Linked DNA regions of Mus musculus: region 2 is linked to region 1. A link is a contact called in public HiChIP or PLAC-seq data. All regions are on one chromosome and are shown on one strand. The core of a region is the stretch at or near the end of the contact, and the rest is flanking DNA. Distances in the headings are between cores, read along the strand shown. Region 1 holds the start of Cfap70 (cilia and flagella associated protein 70). Region 2 holds the start of Chchd1 (coiled-coil-helix-coiled-coil-helix domain containing 1).

The links. HiChIP or PLAC-seq counts read pairs in DNA pulled down with a chosen protein or histone mark.
Region 2: a contact with region 1 is called in an H3K4me3 HiChIP or PLAC-seq map of embryonic stem cells, with 12 read pairs. The contact joins the promoter of Chchd1 here to the promoter of Cfap70 in region 1. A contact is called at or near these places in 4 of 39 promoter capture datasets (the HPC-7 cell line, cranial neural crest, embryonic stem cells and 1 more), 6 of 115 datasets of contacts at active chromatin or transcription factors (bone marrow-derived macrophages, embryonic stem cells and stem cell-derived neural progenitor cells) and 4 of 9 other capture datasets (adipose tissue, embryonic stem cells, liver and 1 more).

Annotation. Positions count from the first base shown.
Region 1 is chr14:20,450,392-20,453,774 of GRCm38.p6, forward strand. Cfap70 (cilia and flagella associated protein 70) reads right to left here and starts at 1,834. Exons shown (of 29, transcript NM_029698.1): 1 at 1,811-1,834.
Region 2 is chr14:20,701,217-20,704,599 of GRCm38.p6, forward strand. Chchd1 (coiled-coil-helix-coiled-coil-helix domain containing 1) reads left to right here and starts at 1,811. Exons shown (of 3, transcript NM_025366.3): 1 at 1,811-1,981; 2 at 2,074-2,192; 3 at 2,905-3,209. The coding sequence starts at 1,858. The coding sequence ends at 3,018. 6230400D17Rik (RIKEN cDNA 6230400D17 gene) reads right to left here and starts at 1,883. Exons shown (of 1, transcript NR_029446.1): 1 at 796-1,883. It overlaps Gm25328 (a small nuclear RNA gene), which reads left to right and starts at 307; the gene lies at 307-413.

The sequences.
Region 1 (3,383 bases), core at 584-3,083:
ACATTAGCCAGATAGTGGTGGCACACTCCTTTAATCCCAGCACGTGGGAGGCAGAGGCAGGAGGATTTCTGAGTTTGAGGCCAGCTTGGTCTACAGAGTGAGGTCCAGGACAATCAGGGCTATACAGAGAAACCCTGTCTTGAGAAGAAAAAAAAAAAGAAGAAGAAATACAAAAAAGAACCATATATATTATATATACAGTAAAGTGTAAAGAATAATGAACTTAGATTCAGAAAGACAAATCTGTGTATTTTCTCTCATATGAAGTATTTATATTTAAATATGTAATATATACATGACAAGAGATAGAAGTGGGTGTGTAGAAGGAGGGTACAAAGGGAGGAGGGATAAAGAAGGATAATGCAAGGGAAAAGAGACAAATACCACATCTTCCCTCCCCTAGGCAGCACCTAGGTTTAAACACACATTACAGGAAAGCAGATGTGGGACTGTTTGGGGTTGAGGGAGGGAAGGGAAGGGAAGAGAAAAGTCAGGCAAATGGGAGAAAGAATCTAAATTAAGTACAAGGACTGAGATATGTAGATCTGTCGTAGATTTGTTTTGTGTGTTTACTGAAAATAAATTTGAAATCTGAAGTAGAACATATCTCTGAGGACCTGTGCATCTGTGCATACTGTGTGCATCCATGTGGGACAGGTAATGCCTTCAGACTTCACAGTCACCATGCCATTTCCCAGTGACTCCCTCAGTCTTGCCCTTGCCTAAAAGCCTGACTTGTCACCCAAATGCTTCCAGGCCCTTTCAGGGCCTCAGTGGCACTGGCAATGTTCTTATCAAGTATGTATTAGGGATCTGTACCATATGAGCTAGCTCATCTGGGTTCCTTGTGCCAAACAAATACACCTTTGAGTCTAAGTGTTTTATTCTAATCCATTCCATTTCTGTCAAAATCATTTAAAACTGCATTAAGTTAGGGACAGGGACAGATGCTGAGGAGATATAAGCCCCCAAGTCTAGTGAGGAAGAGAGATATGTTGATAGACCAAGAGGTGTAAGCTTTGTGGCAGCCAGTCTGACAGATGACTGGGGAGTGGGGAGGGAACTAGCTTTCAATTATGCCTTGGCACACTCTAAAGCCTTCACATATGCCACACAGATAGAAAGAAGAGAGTGAGTTTCAGGCAAGTCTAGTCTGTGGTCTGGCTTAGGGTGCCTCCCTCCCTGCCCCAGCGTATGCATATAATCACTTTGGAACCCTCACATTCACTGTCTTATTCTCTTCTGATCATCTTTCTTAAAGCAGCTACCAAGGCTATTCATTCACTTTGAACATTTCATAGTCGATGAAGATTGTCTCCAACTCAGAAACAGTCGCCGTGGCTGTGAATTCAGCTCGTTCTCTGTCCGGGACATTGGTTTTGTTTACGAGGATGGCGCTGTGGTGGTTTACCTTGCAGTGCTAAGCAGATAAGAGCCTCACGCACGCGGTGCAGACACTTCACAGAACCAGATCCACAGTCCCAGCCGTGGAGACTGGCGACTTTCCTACTGAGTAACTGTGACCTTGCATGAATGCCCAACTATTGTTCTTGCCCTCAACAAGGCGTCCATTTCTAGTCACAGGCTCAGAGGCAGGACAGCTACCAATCGACTTGGGGATAGCATAGAGTAAGGAGATGGGACTGGATCCAGCTCTGGATGAAGCCGGATCTTGGGCACAGCTGGGCTGAGCGAGAACTTCAACCTGGTCTTAGCTGTAGGGAAAGAGCTCAGAATCCTAGAAAAAAAGATCTGGGGAGTGGGAGCAACAGCTTCACCTATAGCCCCTAAAAGGGAGTTACTGGCTTACCTGAGGCAGACGCTGGTTTTCTGTAACTATAGCAACCAGCTAGCTCTCGCGAGAACTTGTTTTTTCCCCACCTCAAAGAAGGAGGTTGCAAATTTGGCTTGTGCTCTGAAAACCACGCCCCTTGGGTGTTTCTCCTTTGCAAGTTTGGGTTAAAATGTAGCTTTCCACCTTTCAAATCTTTTTCCTTTACGATTAATTTCATTATCCACAAAAAATAGAATGATAAAATTAAAAGGAACTTTAAGGAAAGAAACCTTAGATGTCTCCAAAAAAAAAAAAAGTCTTTACTAAACAACTCCCATTTTAGCAGGGTGCCCTGGCCCTTGTCTCTAGTTCTAGCTACTTGGGAGTCCGAGGCAAAAAAGGATTGCTTAAGGATTGCTTGAGTGGGTGTTTGAGGCTATACTGGGCAATATAAAAATCGTCTGCCCTTGAAAAGTAAACTAGTAATTTAGATCTTTTCTCAAAATACCTGTACCTTAAATGCTGACTCTTGGATCTGTAGACGGTTCAGCAGTTAGGAGACCTTACACTCTTCCAGCGGGCCCAATCTCAACTCCCAGTACACAAGGGGCAACTCCAGCCCCAAGTGGTCCAGTGCCGCCTTCTGGTGTGAGTGTCAGTGCTTGCAAAGGGAAGAAACAAAAATAAATCTTAAAAAAAAAAAAAGTTGATTCTCAACTTGGTATGCATAGCAAGTTCCAGGCCAGATAGGGCCACATAGCCAAGTTCTTCCTGTGTTTGCAAAGCACACTCTACACCGCTAAGTTTGGCCCCCAGCAATGGCCATATCTAATAATATAATCAGAAGTATATGTACAAGGTCTAAGCAATTGCTATCAAAATCGTAACTGACAGGCTGGTGTGACAGGCCACAAGAGTGTGACGTGCTCTGGCAGAGGCCCAAGCCTGGTTCACAGCACCCACGCTGGGTGGCTCAGAAGTGACTCTAGTTCTAGGGGACCCCCAGGTCACCTGATGCCTCTAGTCTTCACGGCCACCTGCATCCATGTGCATATACCACACAAAGACACATATTCACACACATAATTCAAAACATAAGTCTTTAAAATAAACACTACTGACTTTGTCAGAAATTAAGAGGATTCACACTTCCCTATTTCATAATGTCCTATAGAAGGATTGGCCTATAAAGTATTAAGGAACAAGGACAGATAATACAGGCCAAAGGAAACGAATCAAGAGTGACAAGTACACACCTAACAATCCTGACCAACAGATTTGAACAAGATGGCCAAGACAACCCAAGGAGGTAAAGAGCACGCAGGTCGACCAAGTCCAGCTCGGTGAACCAATTCACTTATTCAGTCTTACTTGCAGGGACGCAGACAACTCAGGCGCTCGCTATGGAGCAGTGGGGATCTGAGATCAAGGCACAAGAGGGCATGTGAAGCTGAGCGCGTGTCCGCCATCCCTGCAAATTACATCAGGATGGGAAGTAGGGACTGGGGACTCTTGAAGATCAAGTCAGAGAGGTGGCATGCAGAGCAGTTGAGAAGGGACCATCTCAAAACAAGGTTGTGCTCTGACCTCTACACACTGTGGTATATAT
Region 2 (3,383 bases), core at 561-3,060, 250 kb after region 1:
GGTGATAAAATTGGAGACTTGTAAAAAATAATGGTAAACACTTTTCCTTTCTCATTTCATTATTTTATTTATTTTTTGTTTGTTTCATTAAGGCAGGGTCATGTTATATGGCCCTGGCTTGCCAAGTACTCATTATATGTAACTTAGGCTGGTTTCAAACTCTTTAATCTGTCTCCTGCCTCAATTTCCCAAGTGCTTGGATTGTAGGCATATGCCACGCCTGGCATAGCTATTTTTAGCATGAACAAGATACACAAAGGCTCGTCTCATTTTAAACATTTAAGAGATATTTAAAAATATTTTTCCGTGCTCGCTTTGGCAGCCTATATACTAAAACGGGGACGATACAGAGAAGATTAGCATGGCCCTTGCACAAGGATGACACGCAAATTCGTGAAGTGTTCCATAGTTTTGTAAAGTGGATAAAAAAGATTTGTTAGCAAATGCAAATTAAAGTTTGGGAAAGAAAAGAAATTTACCCATGTGTGCGTTCGAGGTGTTGGTAGAAGTAATTATGAGCCCTGCAACGTGGATGCTGGAAACCAAACAGTCCTCTGGAAGAGCTAAAAACACTCTTTAAGCACGGAGCTACCTCTCCAGACCCTGAGCTAGCTAAGATTTCAAAGTAGATGTTGGGGTACATAAGGTCACAAACAATATAAATGTGTGTGACAATAAAAAAGGTGCCTTGATGGCTGCCGGTAGGGTGTGGTAAGAGAGGGAAAACCCCTCTGATGTGAACCCAGTGTTAATCTTGGGATTCGCCAGAAAAACGAAGTCCACCATTTTGGGCTAAATTTAAAGCAAGCTTTATTAGATACTAAATACTGACCAAAAGATGGACTTTTTGGTCAGGCCCATTCCTGGAATTTCCCTCCTGAATTAGCTATGTGACTCCGGAAGAAAGGCATCCACGTAGGCTATCAAGGGAGAATTCCAAACATCTGAGGTAAAAAATGTCAGCAAATATACCTTGCTCTAAAGTAGACATCATATAAACTACAGGACTGCTGGATTCCGCTTCCATTAGCAGAAATGTCTTGAATTCATTTGCAAATACCAAAGAATCTATATATAGCACATCTTTTGATTCGGTTTTGTAAACAGTTAAGTCAAACACTCAAGTCCAACAAATCACAACTGGAGGTCTATAAAAAGAAGTGATATAGTTGCTCTAATATTAAATGTTGTGTATGTCACACGTAAATGTTACAACGTTCACCCTACTGTGCGATCATTCCAAACGAGTAAACAGTATCTACCTAGCAGTCCATGTAAGAGTTGTAAAAAGCAACCATTTTATTATTTTGGTTTTTCTGCTACAGAGTTTCTCTGTGTAGCCCTGGCAGTCCTGGAGACCAGGCTGGCCTCAAACTCAGATCCGCCTGCCTCCCCGCCTCCCCGCCTCCCCACCTCCCCAGTGCCGGGATTTAAAGGCGAGCGTCACCACCGCCTGGCAAAAGGAATCATCATTCTCACAGACTTGTTAAAACAAAAGTCCTTTGCAATCCAAAATCCTTAACTCCAGCCCCACGGGATCCAACGCCTTCCCCTGGCCGCCACGGACGCGGCACTCACGTGGTGCCCACACGCAGACACCGACTCACAAATAAGTGGCAGCCGCGGACACGGGGCCCCTGAATCCTGCCGGGTCCCGAGCACGCAAAGGGCGCGCACAACCTATAGCATCCTAACCTGCTGTCGGCTGCCGGCCCGACGGGGTTCGAATCCAGTGTCACCGTGAGGCCAAGACCCGGAAAGTGCGCGCACAGCTGCCCGTTGTCCGCACGCCAAGCGCGTAGAGGTCAAGAGGGGTCACGCACGGCGCCGCGGAGCCTACTGGGAACGCTGTGCAAAATGGCGACGCCCAGTCTACGCGGCCGCCTGGCGCGGTTTGCGAACCCGGGAAAACCTATACTGAAACCCAACAAGCCTCTTATCTTAGCTAACCGCGTCGGGAACCGACGTAGAGAAAAGGGAGGTGAGCACTTGGAGCGGGGGCGGCTAGGTAATCTCGGGGGAGAGGTGTTAGGTCGCCCTGTGGCTGAAGGTCTCCCAGTTCTTCCCCTCCAGAGGCAACCTGTATCACGGAGATGTCGATGATGATGGCTTGCTGGAAGCAGAATGAATTCCGCGACGAGGCGTGCAGGAAAGAGATCCAGGACTTCTTCGATTGTTCTTCCAGGGCTCAGGTGATGTCTGGCTCCTAGCGTGCCTTCTTGGGAAAAGAAAGGGGAATACAAAGAAATGGTTCAAGCCGGGCGTGGTGGCGCACGCCTTTAATCCCAGCACTTGGGAGGCAGAGGCAGGTGGATTTCTGAGTTCGAGGCCAGCCTGGTCTACAAAGTGAGTGCCAGGACAGCCAGGGCTACACAGAGAAACCCTGTCTCGAAAAACCAAAAAAAAAAAACCAAACGCAAAGAAATGGTTCACACCGCCCTGTGTTAAATTATGTACAGAGTCTCCCATTCATCTGTGACTGGCTCACCCTCACCAAAGTGAGAAAAAGCTAAGTTTTGTCATAGGTTGATCTTCACTAATTTGCTAGCCAGAATAGTAGTTTGAGATGATAACAATCATTTGTACATCCCCAATCCCTTTAAATCCCCTTTTTGTTCCTTTGGGTTTTTTGTTTGTTTGTTTGGGGTGTGTGTGTGTGTGTGTGTGTGTGTATGTGTGTAAGTGCTTGCGTGCTTGAAAATGCAGGGACACATCTGTGGGCACCAGTGCTGTGTGGTGGCCTGAGGTAAACGTCTGGAATTTTCCTCCATTCCTCTTCCACTTTATTCCTTGAGGCAGGGTCTCTTGGGGTTTGGAATATTATAAAAATTATGGGTCTAGGTCAGAATAAGCTAAAGAACTGTGACTTTGTTTTTTGTTTTCTGTTTTCTGTTGTGTTTTCAGGAAGCCAGGAAGATGAGATCAATCCAGGAGTCTCTGGGACAGTCCGAGAGTTTATCTCCCCACAAGATGACCAAGTTGTTACAGAGATTTCCCAACAAATCTCATCTCATCTGAAAATGGAGAAATATTTTCAATGAACTCTCATTTCCAAAAGCTATACAGAGAGGCACGTTTGGGAGGTTTGCGGTTTGCATTTGCATTGCTACGAGTTTTTGAAGGGTAAAATGAGGCAAAATACTTAATTTTGCTCTTTTGAATGAATCGTATTCTGGATGCTGTCTTGAAATAAAATCCTCTAAAAAGAAGTTGGCCATTTCTTCTAATTAGCTGCTTCTCCTCACACCTCCAGCCCCATCCTGAAGAGGAATATCTCTGCCTTTCCCTTCACTGGGCAAGCACCCAACCTCTGAGCCAACCTGAGCACGTCCTTTCTTGGGCTCTATAATCTCCCCAAACCCTGGAAGTTCTTTATTCCTGGG